Linked DNA regions of Mus musculus: region 1 is linked to region 2. A link is a contact called in public HiChIP or PLAC-seq data. All regions are on one chromosome and are shown on one strand. The core of a region is the stretch at or near the end of the contact, and the rest is flanking DNA. Distances in the headings are between cores, read along the strand shown.

What was found. HiChIP or PLAC-seq counts read pairs in DNA pulled down with a chosen protein or histone mark.
Region 1: a contact with region 2 is called in an H3K27ac HiChIP or PLAC-seq map of acute myeloid leukemia, with 5 times the contacts expected there. The contact joins two enhancer-like sites. A contact is called at or near these places in 1 of 484 Hi-C or Micro-C datasets (nephron progenitors) and 2 of 115 datasets of contacts at active chromatin or transcription factors (acute myeloid leukemia and embryonic stem cells).

The regions. Positions count from the first base shown.
Region 1 is chr13:44,563,304-44,566,802 of GRCm38.p6, forward strand. The region is part of intron 1 of Gm34276 (a long non-coding RNA gene); the gene reads right to left. Among named protein-coding and RNA genes, the nearest start is that of Gm34276, 3.6 kb to the right of the region's middle. Within about 2 kb of position 1,593, at least 37 of the 459 cell types and tissues checked have an H3K27ac peak or open chromatin away from gene starts, as enhancers often do. A contact at or near this core is called in acute myeloid leukemia, where this site is marked.
Region 2 is chr13:44,064,570-44,067,964 of GRCm38.p6, forward strand. No RefSeq gene overlaps it. Among named protein-coding and RNA genes, the nearest start is that of Gm33489, 21 kb to the left of the region's middle. Within about 2 kb of position 1,457, at least 78 of the 459 cell types and tissues checked have an H3K27ac peak or open chromatin away from gene starts, as enhancers often do. A contact at or near this core is called in acute myeloid leukemia, where this site is marked.

The sequences.
Region 1 (3,499 bases), core at 343-2,842, 500 kb after region 2:
GCTCTAAGTATCTCTGAAAGGCGTTCCAGAGCAACGTTCCTGAACACAGCCCCACAAGAGGCGCAATAGATGCACATACTCAAATACACATAGAAGTACGAGGTGACAGGCCATAAATACAGAAGCAGAGGCATCAACAAGCACAGAGCACAGAGCCCGGGTTTCAGAGACAGAGTTCTATTGCTGGCATCATCATCTGCAAGCAAGGAAAAGAATTTAAAAGCAAAAAAAAAAATCACATACATGTATGTGCACACACCCGCTCACACACACTCTTACACAGAGCAAGCCCCTGATGAGGTGCGAATCTATGGCCAGAATGAGCTCTTTCATCTGTCCCACATACTTTTCCCCATCTTCCCAGATCTTTGCCCTGGAGAACCTGACAGCTTTGCAGACCGTTCTCCCTACACAAAACAGCTTTCTAGGCGTGTAGGAGTGGAGGCCGTATTTCTGCCAGAGCCCCTCTGTGATGCAGTTGGATTTTTTACGTTCCCACCTCTGTTAGCTAAGGGCTTCAGGCAGACAGATAGAAATAACCATCCCTGGAAAAGTGCCCACCTACCAGAAACTCCCGTACAGCCAAGGCAAGGGCCCCTCTGAGAAACAGAAAACTATCCAGAAGGTAGATAGAACAAACCCAATTGACCATCATTTTTTAGAAAAAATGAGGTCCAGTTTGCCTCTGCTATAACCCAGGCATCACATTTATATGAGAACATAAAATACCACACAGCTGTACGTAAAACAATATGTGTGTTCCCAAATAATAGTGATACCACTTGGCAGTAAGGACTATATTTTGACCAAATAAAAGATGACCTAAATTTGGCTCAGTGGGGTGGGACTTATGGTGTGATTGCTTCTTGGGAATAATGGGATAGAGATAGGGGGATTTCAAGGGTGGAAGGAAACGCATGAGAACAGAATGGGATGGAAAGTTGCGTGCCTTTCACTGCATCTGGAGGCTTAGTTTCTACGAAGGGGGAAGAGCATTTAATTTTAAGCGTCTAGTGCGTCCCTCCCAAATAAAAATCCCCTTTTTTTTTTTTTTTTTTTTTTTAATATCAGGCATCCACACTGCAAAGTCTTCACTTGTGTGCATCAGACACACAGAGAAGTGGCTTCTCAAATATAATGAGGAATGCATAAAAACTGTTGTGGACTCCCCAGTCTCCAGCGATTTTTATGCATTCCTCCAGGCCTTCTTTCATTCATATGTATGATCATTTGACAAGGATGTATTGTGGCCTTAATGTGTAACAGGCTTTCGGGTAGGATGGGAGACAGCTCCTGCCCCGAGTGAGCCCATAGCTCAGGAAATAGACCACCTCCATCCAGAGTGAGAAGAAGGGTCAAGATGGGAAAGATTTTAGCACGAGGTACACAGTACCGCTAGGGACACAACGCAGGGTCCATGAGAGGATGCTCTGTGATCAGAGAGAGCAAAGTTCTTAAGGTCGCTGTCTCAGAAAGGAGGCCTAACCCAGAGAGGCCAGGAAAGATCAAAGCTTTAAGCCCACAGCATGAACAATAGCGGGCGGTGCTCCTGGGTGCTCAGCTCTAACCCGCATTGCAACATTCGAATGACATACATACTGTTCCCAGATGCTCTGCTCGGTGCAGGCATCCGTTAGGATGTGGGTACTGCTGATGTAACAAAACCCTGCACAAGGCATGTTGTAAGCAGGGAGTTTACTAGGTCTTCCCTAACAGCCCAGGCTTGAGAAATCCGAAGCTGCATGGAGGGTGGGGGACCTGCTCGAGGCGGCAGACTTTTATTGTTCTGTGTCTCTAGGATATTACACTCAGCCATACAGTCCAAAGGGAAGCCCTCCACATCCAGAGGGACAGGGGAATCCAAAGGGAAGACACCCCTTTCACTAAGAATTTTTTTTTTAATGATTTGTTTTATGTGCATTGGTGTTTTGTCTACGTGTGTGCGAAGGCGTCAGATGTCCTGGAACTGGAGTTACAGGCAGTTATGAGATGAGCGGCCGTGTGGGTGCTGGGAATTGAACCCAGGTCCTCTGGAAGATAGGTCAGTGCTCTTTAACCACTGCGCCATCTCTCCAGCCCCTCACCAAGTTTTAGATACTTCACATCTCTGTGTAGACTACCAGACTACCAACTACAGTCTTTTCACATGACCATACCTGTCTACCCAGGAGCTGGAAAACATCCTTAATTAGGACTGCCTCAGGCACAGCTAAAGACTTGTATGACACTGGAAAGGAATCGTACTTTTTGTGGTTTATTTTTAAAAAAAGAAAAGAAAAGAAAAGGAAGCTGGGGATATGTTTAGTGGTGTGAGGTACGGTGAGGTGGAAGGGGGTACCTCTGAGGGCCCATGCTGAGGCATCCCTTTCCCCTGAGGAACCAGCCATGGGGGCGGGGGGCGGGGTGTTGAGGGATGACTAGAGACAGAAAAGGGGAAAGAGGGAGGGGGAGGGAGGAAGTAGGAGTAGAGGCTGGCCGGCCATGAACAAGTGGAAGGAGGGGGAGGGGAAAGGGGAGAGAAGGGACAGAGAAGAAAGAGGGTAAGAGAGCAAGAGAGTAAGGGGGGCAAGCAGCCCCTTTTATAGTGAGTCAGGCATACCTGGTTATTGCCAGGTAACTGTGGAGTGGAACCTAGAAGAAATGCTAACATTACTCACTGTGGTGGTCCTAATTTTTACTGTCCTGACTTAATTTGGAATCCTGTGGGGGACATGGCCCTGGAATCTCTGCGAGGATATTTCCAAAGAACTTCAGATTTGTAAGAAGACCCACCACACATGGGTGAGATCAACACTAACTACAAGAGAGGAAAGGACAAAGCCTGGCGGGCTCCAGTGTTCTCCTGTCTCCGTTCTACTGAGATCGGACAACCGCCACCCTCTTCTGCTGCTGGGCCTTGTCCTCCGTGCTGAACAGCCTGTCTTCAAGACATGAGCACAAATAAACCCTTCCTCCCCTAAGTTGCTTCCTGTCAGATCCCAACATGCAACGTGCAAAGGAACAAACTCACTCTCTTTCTTCATTGCTTTGTGGAAAAAGACCAAGAGGGAAGAATGTCTGTGTGATTATTTACCCGTGCTGTGTTAAAAAACAAAACACCCCAAAGACATCTGGCTTAAAAGAATGCTAGTGTGTAATCTCACCATTTCTGTGGACTAGAAAACTAGGCACAGCAGGGTCAGATGCTCTGCAAGCATCTCACAAGAATGGACTCAAGAAGGCAGCTGGGACTGGAACACAACAGAGCAGAGATTCTCAACCTGTGGGTCCCAACCCCCACAGACGTCCCCTATCAGAGATCCTGCAAATCAGATATTTACATTATGATTCGTAATGGTAGCAAAATTACTGCTATGAAGTGGCAATGAAATAATCTTATGCTTGGGGGTCACCACAGCATGAGGGATTGTACTAAAGGGCTGCAGCATTAGGAAGGTTGAGAACCACTATAACAGAGGTTCAGGTCCTCTTCTAGGCTTGAAAGTTGCTGGCAGACCTC
Region 2 (3,395 bases), core at 207-2,706:
TCATGACTGGTGGCTACTTCCTACCTCTCTCTCTCTGTCTCTCCTGTCTCTCTCTCTTTGTCTCTGTCTCTCTCTGTCTCTCTCTGTCACACACACACACACACACACACACACACACACACACACACATTTCCAAAACCGACATTTGCTTTGAAGGTTGGCCTATACCTAGGCCAAACATAAAGAAGTGTCTAGAAACCAGCACCCCCTTCTCTGCAGCCCCTGTCAAGCTCTTTCTGGGTTCAACCATAGCTCAGGAACAGACATTACCTCATGTCTCAGCACCCCATCTCTGGGCAGGCTCCCCCTTGCCCTCTCTCTATGCTCTTCTCAGGGAGAGAAGAAGGGGTGCCATGTTGGCATGCTGAGAGGAGTGACTTTTTTTTTACTCAAAGGCAGAAAAAAATTACATTTAGTTGAAGGGTAAAGACAAAGTCAAGAAGATGCGTGTGAGCCCATTTCTTGCTTCTTTCTTCAGACGAAGCTTTGCCTTTCTTTTCTAGCTTTGGATGAATGAAGTTGTCACAGTCAGGTCGCTTTCAATAGGGTCTCAGAAAAAACGCCTTTGCCACCCTAACTAACCTCATTTGGCCAGGGCACACATTTAGACGTCTTTCTCCAATTTCTTTATTCTACACATATCTTCCCCTAAATATTCCCATTCTTGCCTCCCGGTGGTATGGACCATTCTTTATAAAGATTATGGCTTCTTAGCCCAGCTCTGTATTTGCCCCCAATCTCTTACTGCCACAGAGCAATGGTACATGTGAAGGGGACAAGAGACAGCTAAGACCTGGTAGACCTGTTATAGGAAGAGAACTTTGGCGGAAACAAATTGCTGTTTAGTTAAATGTAAGTTGCTTCCTAGAGTTCACCTGCTATATATACATGTTTAAAAGAAAATACTCTTTTTTTTCTCTCTTAATGAATTATGCTGCCACCCCTAAAATTGTCTTTGACAGGTGACAGTTGGCCAGTTTCTTTTCCTTCGCTGCCTAGCATCACAGGGTGAAATGTCTTCATCACCTGGAAGCTGTGTGCCAGTGTGGCCAGGTCACAGGCTTCCTTGGTTTTCCACTGTAACTATTGCAACCGTCCCGCATTCTGGTTCCTAAGACCTTCTTCAGGAAACCACACCAGTGACCTTCAGAAGGCCAGAACTCTTCACCCTGAATGTTTGAGCCTTCCCTCTCTCTTAACGCCTGGCTTTCTGCCAGCTGAAAGCAGAAGGCCGTTAGAGATTCTAATCTCCCGGTACAAAGTCTCTTTGGCATCGACAGTCAGATGTCACCTGGGGTCACCGTGGCCTATTTGAGGTGCAGAGTTCTGGGTAGTTTCAGTTGTGCTTGCAGCCGATTCAGAGAGCAAAAGCCGAAGTCTAACAGGAAGGTTGGTTGTCTGAAGTGTGCTAAAAATACTTTGACGTTTGTTGCTTGTGAATGGTTATTTTTAGTCTGAGGAAGTGGATTTAACATAGACCCGGGGGCCCGGTCGTGGCTGACAGAACCAGTGAGGTGTGCACCTGGATAAAGCCGTCCATTTCTGTCTGTCTGCTCCACACTTCTTCCTATGTATGCCCTGGACATGGAGGAGGACGAGACAAAACTGATTCCAGGTCTCTGTCTGCAGCGGGACCTCTCTCTTCCTCTCTGAAGCTGCTGGCCGATGAGAGGCAGGCCAGATCCAGAAGTCAACAGCTGGGCTTCAGACCCCACGAGGCACTGTCCCCTCTGCTAGAGAATACAGTCTGTGGCTTTTGAAGCCTCTGCCCTGTAGTGCTGGGCTCAGTAGAGTCTAGGTGGTTGGTTGCTAACAACTGTCACCTAATTGTCACATGAGCAGGATAACCAGACTCCTGTCCTCTAGAAGGTTCCTGCCTCATTGCAGCCTCTCCAAACTGAAGAATGAGCAGGGAGTTGGGGTACAGGTTGGTTCTTTGGCTTCTCATTCCTTGTAGGTTGACTGAGCAGTAGGGGAGGAATGGCCGTATACTGAATACCCTCCTGGTATGTCCCACTTCTATGCTATCAAGCAAGGTTAGTTACTGAAGCAAGTTAAGGTAAAGAAGCAAGAGGCGAAACCCAGAGGATCTCAAGTGGACCCTAACTGTTGTACCAATGGCAGGGGCTAAGGAATGGCAGATTAGGAGTGGCCACTTGGATCCCACTGTACCTGGGACTGCAGACTGTCTTAGCAGAGCTCTCTCACGGATATTGTGATGAACCAGCTAAGGGTTACTGCATCGTTCTTAGTCCGCTTGTGCTGTTCTAGCAAAATGTCACAGATCAGGTGGCTTAAACAGCAGGCATTCATTTCTTACAGTTCTAGGGGCTCAGAAATCCACGACCAAATGCCATTCAACTGCAGATCCTGGTCACACTCCCTGGCTGCCTTCTGGCTGTGTCTTCACATGTCCCTTTCTCTCTTCCTCTGAAGGGACAGAGACCTCTGCTGTCCCCTTCTCTTCTTGTAAGACCAACAGCCCTACTAGATTGGGGCCCACCCTTGTGACCTTATTTAATTTGAATTCCATCCTAAAGATCTCACATCCAAATAGTCACCGTGGAGACTGAGACATCTACACACAGACTTAAGGAATGGGGGACACACTCTGGCCATAGCTCCTGCAGCCAGGGAACCAACTGCAGCCAACTTTGCTGTTGGGACCCTTTCACACTTTGGGGGTACTCTAGGTCCAGGTATCCCAAGGAACCCCCATGTTCCTTTGTCAGGAGACTATGCTCAGGCTTCTGGTACTATCTTGAAAGGACAATGGTGAGAGTTGGCTTCCTTTCATAAATGATAGTTTTTGACCAATGAATGGCGGGCAGGAAGGAAGCAAAGATGCTCTGGTTTTTTTCAGCCTCTGGACAGGACAACAGCAGCTGTCTAGAGGAAACTCAGAGATTATATAAGTCACATCCCAGATGTCCCCTCCCTGATCCCTCCCCTGAGATTTACCCTGTCCCAGCATCTTTCTTCTTTGTGCTTCCCAGAGTTCCTGAGGAGGGCTTGCGTCTGGAAAGCCCAATAAAAATAAACAAACAGTTAAGGTACAAGACCCAAGACCCAGGTCTGAGCCAGAAGCCCCTCTGCTCAGATGTCTCCTCTCCACTTTAAGGTTTAGGCTCGCTACAGCATTCCTAAAGATCTGTAGTAAATGAAAGGCCTCACTGTGGAACAGCAGCAGGTAAAGGCTTTTCTGCTTTCTGGAATCTTCTTGACCATTCTAGCTCAAAGTCAGCACTAGCATCCTAGAGGAAACCCTGCTTCATTTTCTTAATTATCTCAACCTGGGCCTCATCAGCCAAAGCTTCCATTCCAATCACATCAGCACACCTGGTGTCTGCCTCTCTTCTTACTGTAGATAACAATGCTAAAGGGACCTTTTGTGG